Linked DNA regions of Sus scrofa: region 2 is linked to region 1. Evidence: chromatin contacts called from public HiChIP or PLAC-seq data. All regions are on one chromosome and are shown on one strand. The core of a region is the stretch at or near the end of the contact, and the rest is flanking DNA. Distances in the headings are between cores, read along the strand shown.

Region 1 (6,974 bases), core at 4,342-6,841:
TACAACCTTAGGAAAGTTTTGTGAGCCATACTCCCGCTCGTTCCACCCCAGTATTATTATGTCTCAATTTCTCTTTTCCCATCTCACACCATTGAATTTTAGGTATGACACCTTTACAATCATTTCTTACAGTGTTTTTCTTACAAGTAGTATTTCCTTAAAAATATTTGGTGCTCCCTCCCCTTCTCAGTGTCATTTACAAAGTAACAAAACCCTCTGCTGCTGGCTTTGACCTTCCTTGGGCTTTTCCTTTTTCCTTTTAAATCCTGCGTATTTTGCGAGAACAGTAGGAGGTGAGCTCATCATCTATAGGAGGAGAGTCCTTCGGCGGAGCAGTTGCTTTTACGAGTCTTTGCATTTACGGATTACAAACTTAGCATCTTTATTCCAAAAGTGTCCCTTTTTTCTTTTTAATTCATTTTCGAGAGGCGGGGGGTGGGCAGCCACTTTTTGTTTCAGCAGGAATGTGAGACGAAAGGGAGGCAGCTGTGTGAGTTTCATTGTCTTGATGGAACCCGGCTAGTGTTTTTCATTGTGCACAAAATCAGTGGGTTTTTTTTTTTTTTTCTTTTTTTTGTCTTTTTGTCTTTTCTAGGGCTGCACCTGAGGCATATGGAGGTTCCCAGGCTAGGGGTCTAATCGAAGCTGTAGCCGCCCGCCTACACCACAGACACAGCAATGCCAGATCCGAGCCGTATCTGCCACCTACACCACAGCTCATAGCAGTGCCAGATCCTGAACCCACTGAACGAGGCCGGGGATCAAAGCCTCAACTTCATGGTTCCTAGTCGGATTCCTAGTTCCTAGTTAACCACTGAGCCACGACGGGAACTCCAGAAATCAATGTCTGAATTGTTCCGGCACTTCATCAGGGAGCCTGCCCTAATGAGCTAGTAAATGCAAGAGGAGAGCTGGCGGAGGCCTTGAGCATCGGTTCTGAAAACAATGTTGTAGTTGCTGCTGTAGGTGTGATGTAGAAATGAGGAAACCCACCTTCTTCCCTAGACCCCAATGCCGCAGTTGTGCTGGACTGGCTTTCCTTGTTCATCTTTCTCGTCACCTCTCTCCACTTCCATCTTCGTCTCGTCTTCTCTTCTTTTCCTTAACTTCTCTTAATTTTTAAAAACATAGCATGTTTCTCCTACATTTAAACTAAAAATACTTTGGCCTTCACTATGTAGTGACTAATTCTTTGTGTACCTATAGGATTTGTAAGTCATTTCATGCTGTCCTATTGGACCCCTCAAGTCCCCATGAGACCCAGGCATGGCACCTGGTGTCCTCATTTTCCCGTGCTGATCATCTCTTTGGTTTCGTTGAGGACATGTGTAACTCAGAGGTATTTTCCAGATTATGGGAATCTTTTTTTCTTTTTTTCTTTCTAGGGCTACGCCTGTGGCATATGGAAGTTCCCAGGCTTAGGGACTGAATCAGAGCTGCAGCTACTGGCCTATGCCATAGCCACAGCAACGCCAAATCCATGCTACACTACAGCTTTCCTTAATCCCTTGAGCGAGGCCAGGGATCGAACCTGCATCCTCATGGATACTAGTCGGGTTCTTAACCCGCTGAGCCACAGTGGGAATTCTAAGCTTATGAGAATTTTTTTTTTAAGTTGATGTACAACTTTATTTTAAAACTTAACCTTTCCTGTTGCGTAGGCATTATCTTTAAAAGTTTGCATTTTCCTAGATAAATCACTTCTCCCTCCAGGCCTCTGTTTCTTTGTCTGTAAAATGAGAGGATTTGAGAAGTCGATGAAAGAAATTCTCTAAGATTTTTTTGGTGCTTAAATTCTGTGGTTTTATTTACTTGCTTATCTGTCTATCTATTTATTTTATGGGCCACACCTGCAGGATATGGCAGTTCCTGGGCCAGGGGTTGAATCTGAGCTGCAGCTGCGACCTAAGCCACAGCTGCAGCCACACCGTATCCTTAAACCACGGCCCCGCAGTGGGAGCGCCCCTTCACTGCTGTCATGGCTAATGAGGTGGTTTTCTCTGTTCACGTCAGGAGGTGCAGGGGAGCTAGGTGAGGTCTTCAGCTTCTTTCCTGTGTATCACGTTGCCGAAAGTTGTTTTCCTTGGACTGTTTTAATCATTCCTTTTTGCTTACTCTTTTAGGGAAAAATATTTACTTCCTTGGAGCCAGAACATGACATTAATGATGTCTGCCTCTATCCCAACTCAGGTATGCAATGCACAGCAGTGGGCTCTTCCGGGAAATAAATCTGGGCTAGGCCTTGTTGGGTTTCAAACTCATTTTATTTCTTAAGACAGGGTTTGGCTTGGTTGGGACAATTCTTGGATATTATATTTTCTTAAAAAATTAAGAGCAGGAAGTGGTGTGGATGACTCAGAAAATGACACTGCCAGTGACTCAGTTCTCAGCCAGCCCAGCTATTAGTAGAAACTGGTAACAGTCTATAGGTCGGTGGCAGGTGAGGTGCTATTTTCGTGTGTGCTTTTTAGCCTTTTATGTGATTAGTAATCGTGTGTGGAAATTGAGGTTAGGGATTTGCCTGATGATCCACCAGGCTCATGAGGCCATGGGTTTGGTACATTCGCTGGTGCCTGCTGCTCAGTAAATTACATGGCAGGTTTCAGGATTTAACAATACCTTCCAGGCAAATTCCAAGAATTTTGGGGAACGAGCGAAAACGAGAATACTTCCCATTCTCAAGCAGGGTTGTACACAGATAATTCTGATGGCGGGATGCGAGGCAGAGCGGGAGAAGTTCTGTTGTCTGTGTAAACAGCACTGGGACTGCATGGGGGGCGATGGTGTCAGCTGAGACAGGGAGGTTTTATTTGTACCGGGTTTGCGGGGCTGGTGAGATGTGATGGGCAGAGTTGGAGGTGAGGAGCTCCACACGAGGGGACAGTGTCAGGAGGGCAGGGACGGCCTAGGACCCAGCAGGATACACGGTGGAGCTGCCGAGGCTTCTGGGAGGAGTGAGGCAGGAGGCAGGTGGGGCCCGGGCCGTGGGGTGGGCGGGGTCCAGGAAGGAGATGCCGCATGGCCGGGCGTTGTTTGTGGTCGAGGTCTCTTCCGACCCTGCTTTCAGAAGGCTGTTCTGTCCATCTTGTAAAAGGAGGTCAGTTCTGAACTAAACTGAGCAGGAGGCGATATTCTGGGCTGCGATTGGGAGCACTTTTGGGGAGAACGGTTGTTTTCTTGGAGCATTTGAATATGAGGAGGCAGTGGCTCACAGAGGGTCTCAGAGCTGGCTGCCCACCAGTATGACCTGGGAGCTTTTTACAAAGGACAGGGTCCTTGGCGTCCTACCAGGGGTACTGGCCCTGGGTGTCTGGGGGGAGAGCCCAGAAGTGTTATTTGGAACATGCTTCCAAAGTGGTTGTGAAGCCTTCCCCTGGGAGCCACGTCCAGCGACAGTAGAAAAGCAGGTCTGCACACACGGTTTGGTCCACAGAGGTCACTTCCCAGAGAAGCAGGGAATGAAGGAGACGAGACCGTTGGGGACAATGGGGAGACCCGACATGAGCAGGACCTTTAGAGGGAAACGAGAAGGAAGAGCCAGCCCGGCGGCTCCCGGGAGTGGACAGGGACAGTGAAAGAACCAGCGGCGGCTGAAGTAGAGAAGCCGAGAGGGAAGGGGTGCCGAGGGCATCGCTTAGCAGGTACGAAGTGGCACAGAAGCGGAGGCAGGAGCGGACTCGGCGCTGGGCGGTGCTGCACTGCCCGTCTCAGTGATGGACGCGGCAGTATCATGTCATCTTTCTAAGAACCCTTTGTAGTTGGTGGCGCTTGTCACCCACACCCCCCTTCCCTCCTCTTAAATCTTTGGAGAAGAGAAAGCTGCTGTTTTTTGCCCAGGGCTGGTCACTTAGCTGGTGTGTTGCGGCGTCTCGATGAGAGGCGGCCGTTCCTGACTCTGGAGCCCAGGCTCTGTCTTGGCGACATGGTCCACTCCCAAGGGAGAGGTGGCCTTCTGCATCCTTGTAGTTGGCCTTTCATCGGCCAGAGTTGGGACAGGGTTTCATAGTTGTGAAGGTGAGTCGCATTGTGATGCGTGCAGGAGTTACTGCCTTCGATGCCGGGGTCCGAGTGCGAGGATATTGAATGATCTGAAACGGGGTCTGGGCTGTAAGCACCAACAGGAGTAAAACCAGGTGAAACTGAAGTTGGAACAAGAGTTTAGCTGGACTGAGGGAGTGGGGGTTTGACGAGGACAGACAGGGATGAGAGAGAGAGAGAAGTTCTCGACCTGGGCCGACCAGCTGGGGAGCCAGGAGCCACGTGTGGCCACCGAGCACTTGCGGAGTGACTGAGCTGAATTGAGCCATGCTCTACATGTAAGATATACACCAGGCTTCAAAGACATTTTATTAAAAAAAAAAAAAGAATGTGAAGTAAATCCTAAATTTTTTATATTGATTGCATGCTGAAGTAAACACGTTTTGGTCAATATATAAAAATTAACTTCACCTGTTTAAAAAGATTTTGGGGGCACATCTGGGCCGGGGATTAAACCCTGTGCCCCAGCAGTGGCCCGAGCCACAGTATTGACGGTGCCAGATCCTTAACCTGCTGAACCACCAGGAACTCCAAAGATTTTTTTACAGGTGTCTCCCAGAAAAATGCAAGTCACAAATGTGGCTCGCACGAGATTTCTGTTGGGCAGCGCTGGCCTGGACGCAGAAAGCTTTGACAGTTTGGGATGCTGGGCAGGAGCAAGGCATCTAGGCTGTGGGCACCAGGTGCAGCCTTGATCTCTGCCTGGATGCTAGAGGTGTTCTCCTAGCATCAAAGATGCCGTTGTCCCACCTGCGAAGGGAACGGTCACTCCCTGATAACCCCTTCGTCAGTCCATTTACCGTCTCCTTGATTGTCCTCCACATGCCTTTTTCAGGTCATTTTTTGGAACTAGGATATAATTGAGGTTGTGAATTGCATTTAGTTGTTGGGCCTTTTGTTTCTTTCAAACCAGAGTGGTCTCCCATCCTTTTTTCTGCCTCTTCCATGACACTGAGTTTTGCAATGATGACCAGGTCTGTAGTCTTTTAGGAGGTCCTGTGTCCTGGATTCCTGTGGTTGTTTTTTATGATGTCCTTTTTTGGGGGGCTGCATCCGGGCCACGGGTCGAACTCGAGCCACGGCAGTGACGACGCTGCCTCCGAAACCGCTAGGCCATCCAGATGTGCTTCAGCTTCTTCCTCCGGCCCTGATGGTTTTTTTTCCAAAATGGAAGTTAACTGTAATGGCTTCATGCACCGTAGGTTAGATCTTTCGGACAAGGGTGCTGCACGGGGCGCTGGGTCCTCCGTGTGGATGGCATCCCATCCCACCCGCCATCCCAGAGCCAGAGGTGGACTGGGCGGTTCCCTTTGTGTGGCCACCCGATCTCCCCATTGCAAAGTACCCTCTTCTGGAGGGAGCAATTTTAAGAGTGAAGGTTTGGACAGAGGAAAGACTTTACCGTCAGATAACTTGCAAGAGGTTAATCAGACAGGAAACCCAGCCAAAGAGGCGATTGCACGAGCTGGCAAGCCCGGGAAGGCGGGGCCTCCGCTGCTCCGTTGGGGTTTGTGGCGGGCGCGCTTGGCTCCCAGGCCTGGCTGGCGGCCCCGGCTTTCCGCTCCTTTCCCTGTAACGCTGCTCTTGAGGGTTGTGCTTACTCACGGCGCGCTCAGTCACAGTTGGGGAAAGCCGGGGCCTGCCTTCTTTACCTTTTCACTTACTCATGTGGGAGTGATGAACGCCAAATCACGGGTGCTGTTTCGTCATGTGTTTCTAGTACGAAGGCTGCTCAGGACGCGGAGAAACGGACCCGCCTCCCGGCTCCGCGCACCTGCTCTGGCTGCTCCCCCCGCGGCAGCTGCTGGGGCAGCCGCTCGGCAGGTCGGGGCCCGAGAGGCCCCCGCCCCGCCCTGGGGAGTCGGGATGGCGAGTCCCCGAAGCCCTGGTGGGGAGGAAAGGCGATTTCCGCGCCGAGAGACCTAATTCAGGCCTCGTAATTATATACATGAGCCTGCCTCTTGTCTCACCTGCCTTCCAGGGCTGCTGCAGACGGCCTGTCCTGTTCGCCGTGAAAGGCCTTTTCTTCTCTGTCGGCAGCCTCTGGGTACAGAGAGAAAAGCTGTTCTGTCGGCCGCCTGACCCTGGGTGCCCGGGTCGGTGGATCACACGCTCTGCACGGAGCGGTGACTGCGGTGGGAGCGCCCGGCCTTCGCCCTCGGGCGCAGGCAGCTTCCCGGCCTGTCTGCACAGAGCTGCTGCAGTGCTGCTTAGAAGGGTCTGGTGCAGGACCAGGGCTTGGCTTTCAAATTTCCAACCCATTGCTGGCGAATATGTGAGTAAAATCCCATAAAAAGGCATAAGTAGAGAAAGGGTCGCACGTTGCATCTCGCTGCAGCGTCAGCCGGCTGTAGGTTTGGAGGTCCTTCCCCTCGGCTGCCGCACCTCCCAGCTCAGTCGCCGTCCACACACTGGCCCCAGAGCCCATGGGCACTAGTCGCAGCCTAAGGGGCTGTTGGATTCTGAGCTGTGACCGTCAGTGAGTCCTCGAGCCCTCGAAGCACAGGCAGAGGAGAGCTGTGCGCGCTTCTGTCTCTGGGAACAGCGCTGCGGCCCGCACAGCGCGCCGTGGCCTCTGCGCCGCTACTTCCCCCCGCAGCCGTGTTCTCCTGACTCCAGAGGCTGATGACCTTTGCCTTCGCTTTCATTTATTTTTTTATTATTATTTATTTATTATTTATGTATTTGCCTTTTCTCGGGCCACTCCTGCGGCATATGGAGGTCCCAGGCCAGGGGTCTAATCAGAGCTGTAGCCGCCGGCCTCCGGCAGTCACAGCCACACGGGATCCGAGCCTCGTCTGCAACCTACACCACAGCTCACGGCAACGCTGGATCCTCAACCCACTGAGCGAGGCGAGGGACCGAACCCCAAACCTCATGGTTCCTAGTCGGGTTCACTCACCACTGAGCCATGATGGGAACTGCTATTTATTTAG
Region 2 (6,846 bases), core at 2,758-5,257, 48 kb after region 1:
ACCACTGACTCCTGCTTCTCCGCCAGCATCCTGGCGCGTCTCTCCACCTCCCGCAGGTGGGACGCAGAATTACAGGCACCTGCTCTTTTCTGAAGGAAAATTGTTTCCAGCCCGGACAGGCAGTCCGTGTGCAGACGAGGAAAGAGAGTCTCAAACACCAAAGTTCGCTCGTGCCTCTTTTCCTCAGGAAGTTCTCTAGGACTTTCTCCTCCAAAATAAGAGAGGAAGGCAAGGAAGAGGAAGAGCCTGAGGCGCGTCCGTCGCGGCTCGGCGCCGGGCGGGGGCCGCTGGGGACCGTCCTCCTTCCAGAGGCCACCTGGGAGGCCCTGCCATCCAGGGACTGAGGCTTCTTAGTGCTGGGAAATTTTCTCAACAAAAAACTTTTTTTAAGTAGTTTTTCCTGCTATGATCCACGGCGATTTGTTCAGACTGAAGAAGCCGAGGGGACGCTCTGAGGTGGACCCAGGCCCCAGCCGCCTCCACGTGCTGACCTGGCCCCGCTGTCGCCTGTGGAGGCCTCAGGTGGCAGTGGCCTTGCAGCCTTTCTCCTGGCTGGTCGGATGCTCCTGCGTCGAGGGTGACGGCCTGGCCGCCAGCTCTCCAAGGACTGAGAGCTGGCGTCAGGAGGGCCTGGGGGGTGGGCTGCGGCCCTGGTGCCAGGAGCGTCCTCGCCCCCCAGAGGCCCCCCGCTGCGGACGAAGGCGCTGGCCCTTCCTCTCTCGCTGCTGAACCTCACTGCTCATCTTTCCCTTCCTGGTCTCCTCGTCCCTCAGGGTTTGTGTCTTTTTAAAGGCCCCTCTCTGTTGTTTGAGCAGGGTTTTAGCAGCAATTGGAAGGAGGAGCTTCTGTACTCCGAAGGCTGCGTCGCCCTGGTTCCGTGATATCACAGCACTGCAGGAGGTAGCCTGTTTTAAATGACAAGCATCTCACGTAGGTCACTAGATGGGGACACAGTGTTGCTAATACGTAAGCAGCCTTCTCAGACCTCCGCATCCTCTACCTCTCGGAGGCGGGGCCGCGGCACAGGTTTAGTGGGTACCTGGGTATTTGCGGGCCAAGCGCTAGCCCGATGCTTGTCACCTGCAGCGGAACATGACTGACGGCATCGCAGCTGGCCTTTTTTTTTTTTTTTTTTCCTTAAATAGGAAAATAAGCAGTTAGACTGGGAAAAGTCTCTGGGGGAAATGGTTTCGTAGCTGGGTGAGAGGAGTTTTTCTTTTGTTTTTTCATCCAAGGCTCAGTTGTCTTTAAGCAGTGCAACTTATTTGTCACTTAATCACCTCCCCCTCGGGGTCCCCACCAGAGGGGCCGATCGTTACGCTGAGACGCTGTGATCACGCAGGGCCCGCAGGTTACATTAGGGTTCCGTCTGGGGGTCGCTCTTTCTGTGGTTTGGGGCGAGCGTGTCCCCTATCAGGACGTCGGCCCTCCCGTGGGAACCTCGGGTCTTTTCGGTGTTTCCACTCTGGACCTGTTCGACAGCGTCGTGCGGTTCGTCGAGTGCAGGCTTCTCAGATGAGCCCCTGCTGCTCAGTCACATGCGTGCGGGGCTCCTCCGTGGGCCATGGCTCGATACCCTGGCTCTTCTCGGAGCTCAGCAGGATCCGGGGTCGAGTGTACACAGTGCTCCGTCTCCTTAGCCACCGGAGGGCGTCTTCGTTTCTCGGAGCGAGATGTCTTGCCCGTATTTCTTAGGTCTCTTTTGCTGAGGGTCTCCAGTGATGGACCCTGACTCAGGGTGTGGCCAGCTTTCTAGTCACTTGAGCTGGACCCTTCAGAGAAATTTCTTACCCTCTTTTCCAGGCTACTGTCTCCTCCAGAGCGAGGGTTGCCAGTCCTCACGGAGAGGTGGATTTCACAGCCATCCTTTCCTAAAACCCCCTCCGGCCGCCATCGGCCTGTCTCTTTCCCGGGGTCCTCCCGAGGCCGCTTCGTCTTCATGACCTCGGTTCCTCCCGCCACAGCCGTCGTGCACCACGCCGCTGCCGACTCCCAAAGCCGCCTTCTCTTCTGTCCTCGAGGTTCTTGTCGCGCTCTCCTGCCTCTCCTCCTCCTCCTCTGCGTCCACCTCTTCCCTGGAGTTGCCCTTCCAGCAGAACGCAATCACCGTATTTAAAATCCTTTCGAGTCTTGCCTCACCCAAACTTGCTTTTTCGCATGTTGCCATTCTTCTTGCTATAGGGCTGCCCACCACTCCTCAGTGGGCTGGAAATGCTCTCGAATTTCTCTGTGGCCAGCCTCCTCCCCCACGCACACCCCCGTGAACCGTTCTGAGATGGCTCTTGCCGGAATTAACGTTTCGCCCCTCTGTTTCTAGTAGCTCTGTTTAGCATCCTTCATAAGGTGCGTAGAGGTTGGTTGGTTTGTTACTCATTAGGTTGTGAGTGAGTGCCTTAGGATCAAAAATTAAATCTCTGTTTCATCTTTGCACCTGAATCTGTCTTAGAAGTGATATTTAATCAGGGAAGACATCAGTAGATTTCAAATTATATATTCAATTGACAGCGCACTCTAAATGTTCTGGACATTCAGAATACTATCAACCAACTGTAATGGAAAAAACAGACCAAAAGAGAAAAAGAAGAATCATTTGTAAAAAAAAAAAAAAAGAAGCTAAAAACCCCACAAATATATGTTCAGTATCTCATAGAATTCTAGTAAGGGTTGGACAGATTTTCAGGGCATGTGTGTAATAAACAGCCCAGGCTCCGTGATGTCCCAGGTTTTACCAGCTTCGGTGTTTGTAGCCCTGTATCCAAGTACAGATGTCAGACTTCAGCTACTTACAGCCTTATTTACTCTGCAAATAGTACCGAACAGGCAGTGAAATCAGTCTGTTACGTAGCCGAGCCCGCCACCAGCAGGTTTGGTTTTCCAGCCTGTGTTCGTGCTGTTTACTTTGCAGTCCGCGGGAGGTAGGTTGACTTATCTGGGTTCCAAGCCTATGGCAGATAAGGAGCAATAGGAGAGCCCCGAGGGTATAAGATGACCCTCTCTTTAGTGAAGAGGAAAGTTTATAGTACATTCTAGAAAACTTCGTGTTCAGAAGTGGTACAGATGAAAAGGAGCTGAGTGCAGTCCTGAGCTATTCAGGTCGGGCTCAGGTGTCAGGTTTTTTGAGTCAAGTTTTTTGATGCCAAATCGGTATCCCTTGAGGACAGTGAAATGGCCGGGGGTGGGGGGGGGGAGCCGAGGCTGACCTGTAAGGGAAGGAAGTCTCCCTGACGTTCCCAGTAACTCCTCGGTGCCGTCGGTCAGCTCCCCGCCAGCTCCCCACCGCGTCAAAGCTCGGCGTGTGAGCGGTGTGTACCTCCTCGCCAGACGGCGAAATGTGGCGTGAAAGACTCACTGATCTTCATTCGGTGTAGTAGCTTTGCTTGAAAAGCCGTATTTCAGAAACATCTATTTCCTTGAAAAATGTTTCGCATCGAAAAGTGTTCATTGGTGAACGTCCTTTCAAATGTTTGAAGCATAAAGCCAGCTCAGAAGACTCCCTCTTGGCTCTTTCTGTGTAACAGCCAAGTGATACATATTTTCTGGGCAATAAATTAGTAGAATCTGTGGGTAAGAGATAAGCAATTAGCAGTTCTGGAAACGAGTCGTAAAACAGTGTCATGGGGATTTACTAAGTCCTGCCTTGTGCAGCTTGTTGATTTCGTGTTGGGTGAAATGTTTTGAAGCCACCTTTCTGGTCAGATTTTATGGTGGTGTTCATGTTCAATTTTGGCATCCTTCTTCTTTCAGAGCCTTCCTAACATTCTCACGGATGATCGATTTAAAGTGATGTTCGAGAACCCTGACTTCCAAGTTGATGAAGAGAGCGAAGAATTTCGGCTTCTGAATCCACTTGTTTCCAAAATCAGTGAAAAAAGGAAGAAGAAACTCAGACTCTTAGAGCAACAGGAACTTCCTGAAAAAGTAATGCACTCTCTTGGTCACATAGAACTTGCTCCCGTTTGTGGGCCGTAATGGTTTCTGTACGTTGCAAGAGGCGTCACGCAAACTCGAGCTGTCCTTGACCTTCAGCCTGGGCGTTTCTTCAGTTGCAGGCGCCTCTGATGCCCGCGCTGTCCCATGCCCCCAGGCGAGAGTGCTGCTAACAGAGAACCGGGGTGGGGGGGCAGTGCTGGGGGCTGGGGAAGGAGCTGCTGCTTACTCATTTCATTTGCAGGAAGAGGAGGAAGAGCCGGAAGGAAAACCAAGCGATGCGGAAAGCTCCGAGAGCTCAGATGATGAAAAAGACTGGGTGGCAGAGGTCAGGAAGCAGCGCCGGCTCCTGCAGCAGGAGGAAAAGCGGAAGCGGCAGGAGCAACGCAGGGAGGACCAGCAGACCGTCCTCAAACCCCAGTTTTACGAGATCAAAGCAGGCGAAGAATTCAGAAGCTTCCAAGATTCCGCCACAAAGCAGAAGCTGATGAAGTGAGTAGCGCTGCCCTGCTGCCCTCGGTGGTGGCTGGACAAGCTGCCAGCCTTGCCCTTCCTGGCTGGGCCCTTGCCCTCGAGGTGGCATTTTGATCTCTGGAGTGAATGTGAGGGAAGCGCCACAAGGCCTGAGGAAAAATCGACTGGTCTTTGTTGGGAGTATTTTTAACAACTTTTTGAGGTACAGTTTACATACAGTATGTTAAGGGTGTGGCCCCGTGAGTATTGGTAAATATATGCATTAGTGAGCTTTTTACTGCAAAAGCCACACTCCTAAATTATAGTGGCAATTAAAAGGTAACAACTTCTTGAATAAGCTATATTTTAAAATGAGAATTTCAGTTATGTTTACTCTTACCTTGGTTTACCTAATTATTAAAACGGTCACTTGGAGGAGTTCCCATTGTGGCTCAATAGGTTAAGAACCCAACTAGTATCCATGAGGCTTCAGGTTCGATCCCTGGCCTCGCTCAGTGGGTTGAGGGTCTGGTGTTGCCACAGGCTGTGGTGTAGGTCACAGATGCAGCTCCAATCCCACGTCACTGTGGCTGTGATGGAGGCCGGCAGCTGCAGCTCTGATTCACCTCTAGCCTGGGGACTTCCATATGCCACAGGAGCAGCCCTAAAGAGGAAATAAAAATAAAATGGTCCCTTGGAAAAGTTGCCAGAAATGGTAAGCCTTTTGTAGCAGAACGGAGAGGCCAGATTGATGTCCTAGAATAATTGAATACAGAGACAGAAAGTGGGGTGGTGGCTGCCAGGGGTCGAAGGGTGGGGGATGGGCATCACTGAATTAGGTTCGGAGAGTCACTTGGAATGATGAGAACGTCCTGGAAATGGACAGCGGTAGTGGTTGCACAACAGCGTGGATGTCCACCATTGAACTGTCCACTCTGAAAGAGTAAGCTTCAGGAGTTCCCGTGGTGGCTCAGTATCAAACCCAGCTAGTATCCATGGCGACATGGGTTCGATCCCTGGCCTTGATCACTAGGTTAGGGATCTGGCTTTGCCACGAGCTGTGGTGCAGGTCACAGACTCGGCCTGGATCCTGCATTGCTGTGGCTGTGGCGTAGGCAGGCAGCTATAACTCTGATTCAGCCCATAGCCTGGGAACCTCCATATGCTGCAGGTGCGACCCTAAAAAGACAAAATAAATAAATAAATAAATAAATTGAATAAAAAGGTAAGTTTTGTTGTAAATTAAAAAAAAAAAAACTTAAAGATAGTATTATTTGAACAGTTTCAGTTTTCAGGTGTCTAAGTTAGGAACTAGGTAGGCAGTTAAGCCCAAAATGTGTGTAAGCTCTAAGTCATGTGAGTCTCGGCTTTGAGAATTTCTGGGCCGAGGGTTGATTCGGAGGATTGGCTGTCAGAGGAGGTGATCTTGAAAGAAGAGCCGGGAGGGCTGGGGAGGAGCCAAGGGAGGGAGGAGGAGGAATGGCCAGGCGGCCAGGACGAGGTCAGGCTGGTCTGTACCTGGTGCTTTTCTAGCTCCTAGCTTCCCGTTCGAAAAATGTGGTTTTCCCAGAGGGAGGGAGGGGGAAGAGGCGGGGAGGGCGCCGAGGGACCGGCTGGAGTGTCTCTGGACGAGAGATCCACCTGTTCGTCTTTATCTCAGCGGTTTCTGGCACATATCTGGGAAGCTAGATGTTGTGTGAATCCTTCAGCTTAGCTCCAGGAGCGGCTAGACATTCTGGCTCTCACAAAGGAAGCAAAGAATCTATTAGGAGGCTTGATTTCTTTTGCAGAAATTTTCTTCACCAACCTCCCTTTTTAAAATAACAACTTTCTTGAAATTTAATTTGTATAACATACAGTTCACCTGCTTAAATTATAGAGGTCATTGGGTTTCAGTCGATTCCGAGTGGTCCAGCCCCCACCGCGATGAGCTTTAGAGCGCTTTCCCCGCCCCGCACCGAACGGCTCACCCCGCCGGTGTTCACGCCCAGCTCCCCGACCCTCCCCCAGGCGGCAGCCGCTAATCCAGGCTCCATCTCTAGCTTTGCCTCTTCTGACATTGCTTTTTGGGGGGGTGGGGGAGGAAGCAAGCAAAGTCTTTATTATAGGGAAGCCAATAGCCCCCAGGGCTGCTGGGAGCGGGGAGAAGAGCCCCTGCTGTCTCTTGTCCTGTGGGGGTTTCATCGCTTTCTTCTGACTGTTCGTATAAATGGAGTCGTACAAGAGTGGGCACTTCTCTCCCACTGCTCTTTCTTCCTCGGCGTGACAGTTTTAGTGTTCGTCCATGTGGAAGCACCTGTCGGTGCTGCATTTGTTTTTATTGCCCGGTCCTATTCCAGGGTATGGCCATGCCCCGCTTTATTTATCCACTTATCGGTTGATGGGTGGTTGTGTTGTTTCTGTTTTCTCGGCTGTTACATATAATGCTGCCATGAATATGTGTGTATGTGTTTGCGTGGACATGCG

The links. HiChIP or PLAC-seq counts read pairs in DNA pulled down with a chosen protein or histone mark.
Region 2: a contact with region 1 is called in an H3K27ac HiChIP or PLAC-seq map of alveolar macrophages. The contact joins two enhancer-like sites. A contact is called at or near these places in 8 of 47 Hi-C or Micro-C datasets (embryonic fibroblasts, epiblast stem cells, fetal liver and 5 more) and 1 of 2 datasets of contacts at active chromatin or transcription factors (alveolar macrophages).

Annotation. Positions count from the first base shown.
Region 1 is chr3:125,889,985-125,896,958 of Sscrofa11.1, forward strand. It overlaps NOL10 (nucleolar protein 10), which reads left to right. Exons shown (of 21, transcript XM_021087848.1): 12 at 2,124-2,190. Among named protein-coding and RNA genes, the nearest start is that of NOL10, 32 kb to the left of the region's middle. Within about 2 kb of position 5,592, at least 11 of the 83 cell types and tissues checked have an H3K27ac peak or open chromatin away from gene starts, as enhancers often do. A contact at or near this core is called in alveolar macrophages and liver, where this site is marked.
Region 2 is chr3:125,939,299-125,946,144 of Sscrofa11.1, forward strand. NOL10 (nucleolar protein 10) reads left to right here. Exons shown (of 21, transcript XM_021087848.1): 18 at 3,745-3,918; 19 at 4,172-4,419. Among named protein-coding and RNA genes, the nearest start is that of NOL10, 81 kb to the left of the region's middle. Within about 2 kb of position 4,008, at least 4 of the 83 cell types and tissues checked have an H3K27ac peak or open chromatin away from gene starts, as enhancers often do. A contact at or near this core is called in alveolar macrophages and liver, where this site is marked.